Linked DNA regions of Sus scrofa: region 2 is linked to region 1. A link is a contact called in public HiChIP or PLAC-seq data. All regions are on one chromosome and are shown on one strand. Each heading gives the region's core, a stretch centred on a gene start, on an enhancer-like site or on the middle of the called end of the contact. The rest is flanking DNA. Distances are from core to core; before and after follow the strand shown.

Region 1 (2,700 bases), core at 149-2,648:
AGTTTATAAGAGTGGAGTACTATTATTTTTATAGTCCCAAGATTCTTTGTAGCCAGTTTCTAGACTTGTGTAATTTGAGGCAAATTCATATGAATTTATAGCTCATCTGAGAGAAATGATTAGTAATAAATATAGATGTTATCAGGAGACTTATGCTGACCCACTTTGAATTTTCTAAGTCTGGTTTCTGGTTTAAAAAATATGCAAACAAATTAAATGCTTTATTAGTCCAAGCTAATGAACTTATTTACTCTAAGTTACTTGCAAGTAGTGGAGTAAATAACAGCTTTGGCTCTGTGTGGCTGCCTAGGTTCAAATCCTGCCTCTAGCATTTACTATCTCTGTGACCTTGCGAAGTTATCTTGGTTTCTCTGTGCCTTGGTTTCATCGTATCTTAAATGAGCGCTGCCTGAAAGGTTATTGTAAAGATGAGAGTTAGTAAATAAAAATGCTTAGAACAGGGCCTGGCATGGTGTGGTTATTCAGCAGATGGTGCTGCTTTTGTTTGGGAAGGAATTAGTGGGGAGGGAATCAACAAAAGCAAGGAGAACTTACCCTGATGATCCTCTTGTGAGAAAAAAGTGTATCTGGTAGCAGCAAACAGAAAGTGCCTCCACTCACATCTCCAAACCAGAGGTAAACACCGCTGTACCCTGAGAGATGGGTAGAGGGAGCAGGTCAAGGGCCACTTCCAGATGTCCACTGCTTCTGGCCCCCATAGCCTGGAGGAAACTGCAGCACTGGAATACTTGCTTTAATTTTGTGTGCTGATATTGTTTACACTGGTGCCTGCTATGTTCTATCACCTTTGGTGACTAGATTTCTAAATGGGTAATATACTACTTTTTGATGATTTTTTTTCTTATGTGCCTGAAAATTTCCCTCTGGTTTCTGCCTGAATTATTCCCAGTTGCCACTTTATTAACCCGAGGCTAATAAATATAGAACGTTCTTAAGGATGAGTAAACAGAACCTGTAGATCATAAGACCAGTTCTATGAAGGTTTGGAGGAACTCCAGTTTTCCAAAATATTCTCACAGGGGAAAAAAAAAATCCTGATATGTTTCCAGATTTAGGAGACTATAGTTGTGTTCCACCAGTGAAAGGGTCATAATTTGAGATGAGGACAACCTGAAGAGAGAGGAAATATATGTATGTGTGTGTGTATACATACATACATACATACATATATAGGTACATAATTGAATTAAAAATTATGCTCTGCGGGGCCTGCATTTTAGACCTTACACAATATGAAATCTGATATTTATTAGCCATGTCTTTTACTTTTGTTTATTCTGATTCATTTACCAACTTGGGCCCTTGCTGACCCCGGGGGGATTGCTCCTCCCATGTTACTAAAAGACAGCAAACTGCTCTTCTGGCTACTATCCATATCTGCCTGATCACCCAGGGTCAGGTACCAGGCCCTCCCAGGGACAGCCCCTATGCTGCAGCCCCTGCTGAAACCATCCATCTAGCCAGTCTTAAGCCTGCTTACCTTGCCTTGCCCATTCCTCCCACAGAAACCACCATAAAGGCTCTCTACCTTCATTTTGCTCTTCTCCCAACCACTGATCCTGATGCTTTCCCATGGGCCCTCCCCTCCCCCACGGCATGGCCTGCTTCCTTCTTTTGGTATCTGTGACTGTAACAAACTATCTTTCCAATGGCAGTTGTCTCCTGCTCTGTTGGTTTCACCACACCTGTATAATAAAACCTATATTTTAAAATAGTAACACAAACTTGAGAGAGAAATCTTAGTTGTTCCTTTTAGATCTGCTTTTTCTTCAGGCATTTTTGTGTTCTGATCAAGGGTGTAGGCTTTGGACTCAGACCCGCTAGCTTCACATTCTGCTGTGACCTTGGACAAGTTATTTAACCTCTGTATACCCCCAAATGGATAAATATTAAGAATGCCTTTTTTTTTTTTTTTTTTGCTTCTTTTTATGGCATATGGAAGTTCCCAGTCTGGGGTCGAATCAGAGCTGTAGCTGCTGGCCATAGCCACAGCCACAGCCACAGCCCCTCGGGATCAGAGCTGTGTCTGTGACCTACACCACAGCTCACAGCAATGCCAGATACTTAATCCACTGAGCGAGGCCAGGGATCGAACCCACATCCGCATGGTTACCAGTTGGGTTTGCTACCTCTGAGCCACAATGGGAACTCCAAGAATGCCTCTTTACACATTTGTTGTTAGGGAGTTCCCATTGTGGCTCAGCAGTAAGGAACCTGACTTGTATCCATGAGGACGCGGGCCTTGCTCAGTGGGTTAACAATTTGGCGTTGCCATGAGCTGTGGCTCACATCCCGTGTTTCTGGGGCTGTAATGTAGGCTGACAGCTGCAGCTCCAATTTGACCCTTAGCCTGAGAACTTCCATATGCCAAGGGTGCAGCCCTAAAAAGATAAAAAAAAAAAAGAAAGTTTATTGTTAGGAGTAAATGAGATCTAAAACACGCTTAACTTAATGCCTATCCTATAAGTAACTTAACAAATCTTAGCTGCTTTTACTGTTACTCTTATTATTTTCCAGCTTTGCCTTTACTTTTTTCTAAAATATTGATCTTCTCTGGGGCCCTCCTCTCACACTATATATATTATAGCTCATCCCATCCACTCCATATATTTTGCATTTTTGTGACTTTTTTGTACTGTTTGAATTTTTAATTTAAAAATAGCAAAGCAGTTTTTAAAA
Region 2 (2,700 bases), core at 44-2,543, 140 kb before region 1:
CACAAGCAAAAGCTAAAAACAATCACTGTGTACCAACCAACCGCGCAGCAGGCATTGTTCAAAAACCTCAAAGTCGAAGGTCTATTTACAAGTTCAGGAGGCACAAAACCCCAAAGGCCTTAATTTCAACCCCTTTTGCTTCTCCTTTCCAGTTCGCATTATTTTTTAAACAGGTGACCTATTTGGTGAAGGTTACGAGACAACCTGGCAACATTTACCATTCAACAAACGCTATCTGCAGGAGTTGGAGGTAGTTTCTTAACAAAAGAGCTCCAGGAAGCTTGGACATGCCCATTTCAGGGAGGACCCTCGGCCGATCCATTCTTTCGCAAAAGATACAGATCCAAAGGCAGCGGCCACTCCCGCCCCATCCGTTCTTAAGTTGAAAGCGTTATTCCGTCTGCCCTGGGTGAGCACGAGAATTAGGTAAGAGGCCCGCGCGGGGAAAGGGATCCGGGCCTCGGCTCGCGCCCACGAGTGGCCAGGTGGACCCCGCAGCGTCCCGCCGGCGCTCGAGCCCACGCTGCATCCCGGGCCCGGCGGCGGTGGCGCTCGACTCCCCAAGGCGGGGGAAGCGGCGGCGGCGCCGAGACGGAAGCTTTTCCTGTAGGTGAAAGGTCAGAGGCGCCGCGGGAGAGGCTGCCGTGCGCGCCCAGCCGCTCGCGGACTCCCTCTCGCGCCCGCCACTCCGGCCCCTCTTTGGGCTCCGGGCCCCGTGCCCGGCCCTGGCTACGGCCTCGGCCTCTCTCGGAGCCCCGCACAGTCGGCCTCGCCGCTCCGGCCGCTGTCCGCGCTCCCAGCCCGCCCCGAGCAGCGCGGCGCTGCCAGAGGGCGGGCTCTACCGGCTGCAGCCGCAGGCTGTTGCGGGAACTGGGGACGCAGCCGTTGGCAGTTGGGAGGAAAGGACCTCCCCGTGCCCTACGCCCCCCGTCCCGGGCGCGGCTACGGCCGCTTTTTTCCTCACCGGCTCTTACTGGCGCTTCTCTGCCGAGCTACGTTCCCCGGGCGTAGACCGGACAGTCCCACTGCGGCGGCTGCTGCGGGGGGGGGGGGGCCTCCGGGAAGAGGCAGGTTGGAGAAAACTAAGGGGGAAGGGTTTTAAAAAGTGGGGGCAGGGAGCTTTCGGGGTTTGTGTATTTGTGGGGGGGTCAGAGTTCGTGACCCCTCCCTCGGCTCCTCGTTGCGCGCTCCCGCCCGCGCCTGCGCATTAGTGGCGAGAGGAGGTCGTGACGTTCCCTGGGTGGATGAGAGAACCCAGCCTCTGAATAATTGGCTGCCCCCTATCGGGTAGGAGGGAGACTGCACTGCCAGAGCCCTATGGGCACTTTTAGAAGCCGCTTGTTTAGCGTCGTTTGCAAAAGGTGGTAAAGGAAGATCCGATTTTGGCAAAAATAAATGACCGAATCAGTTTTATGACAGTTCGGTTTCTAACTTGTGGGAATCTGGCTCTGTTAACAGACTTTCTCTTACCTTAGACTAAAAGGTTTATTAGAAGAGTAACAAAATAGGGTACATCCCAATAAAATATTTTAAATTACCTTAAATAAAACAAGCTGGGGTATAATCCTGTATGTGGCGAAGTTTTACTTAGTCAACTCTTGTGAATAAATAGGTTTAATGGCCAAACGGAGCTAGTGATTATATTCTAAATCATTTAGAATGTAATCTTCCTAAGACTGGCTTTAGTCTGTTTTCCTCAGCGGTTTGTTTCCAAGCTTATAGGACAGTGCTTAAAGGGCAATAAACATTTGCGAAAAGAAGAGGCATTGACGGAGCATCACATTCTTTTTTTTTTTTTTTTTTTTTAATGGCCACACCCCTGGCATATGGCAGTTTCCAGGCTAGGAATTGCAGCTGTAGCTGCTGGCCTTCGCCATAGCAATCCCAGACCTGAGTCACCTACACCACAGCTCAAGGCTATGAGCAAGGCCAGGAATTGGACTCATATCTCCATGGATACTAGTCGGACTTGTTACCGCTGAGCCAGGGTGGGAACTCTAGCCACAAGGGAACACATTCTGATACTACCAGAAGCATGGCGGTGTAGCAGGAAGAGCTGCCCTGTGTGGTTTTCACATTAAGAGCTTTCTTTTAGTATTGATAGGCACTAGAAAAGCAGTCAGGGATTCAGGAAGCCCAAGTCTGGAAAAACAAAAGTGAGCTGAGAAGGAGAACATCACTTTTGTCATTTTCCTCTGGACCCAGGCAGCTGGACACAAAAGGGGCATGCACCAACCCTTAACACGTGGAAATATGTTTTTCGTCTCATTCTCCAAAGTCTCCTTTTCCTATTAGTATCATTTGTTGTGTTTGGTGGTTTTAAGGCAGCCCTTCCTGCAGGCAGTCAAATTTGGAATCAGATAGTTAAGTCTCAAAGGTGACAACTAAGAAAGGATACTGTAGGTCCAATGGAAAAAGGCAATCTGAGACCTTTCCTCTATTCTCAGTGCCTAATATGGGGTTACCCCCTTATCATCCAATTAATTCACCTAAGTCATGGTAAACTGACTTAATAAAGTTTGAAAGTAGAAGCCAGCTTGGGAATATATTGTATGAGTGAAAGAGAGCTACCCCTAATTATGATTCAGGAAAACAGGTCTGTGTGGTTCATCTTTAAAATGAGTGACTACAAAAAATTATGGTTTAAGAGACATCATCACACCAAACGTCGATTTAGTAAATTTATTTTGTATAAATACA

What was found. HiChIP or PLAC-seq counts read pairs in DNA pulled down with a chosen protein or histone mark.
Region 2: a contact with region 1 is called in an H3K27ac HiChIP or PLAC-seq map of skeletal muscle. The contact joins the promoter of NR2C1 here to the promoter of FGD6 in region 1. A contact is called at or near these places in 1 of 47 Hi-C or Micro-C datasets (liver) and 2 of 2 datasets of contacts at active chromatin or transcription factors (alveolar macrophages and skeletal muscle).

What each region holds. Positions count from the first base shown.
Region 1 is chr5:88,085,730-88,088,429 of Sscrofa11.1, reverse strand. FGD6 (FYVE, RhoGEF and PH domain-containing protein 6) reads right to left here and starts at 1,398. Exons shown (of 23, transcript XM_013998063.2): 1 at 556-1,398. The region is part of intron 1 of VEZT (vezatin); the gene reads left to right.
Region 2 is chr5:88,229,776-88,232,475 of Sscrofa11.1, reverse strand. NR2C1 (nuclear receptor subfamily 2 group C member 1) reads right to left here and starts at 1,293. Exons shown (of 14, transcript XM_005664254.3): 1 at 965-1,293. It overlaps LOC110260793 (a long non-coding RNA gene), which reads left to right and starts at 318. Exons shown (of 3, transcript XR_002344252.1): 1 at 318-426. It overlaps FGD6 (FYVE, RhoGEF and PH domain-containing protein 6), which reads right to left. Exons shown (of 23, transcript XM_013998063.2): 23 at 2,669-2,700.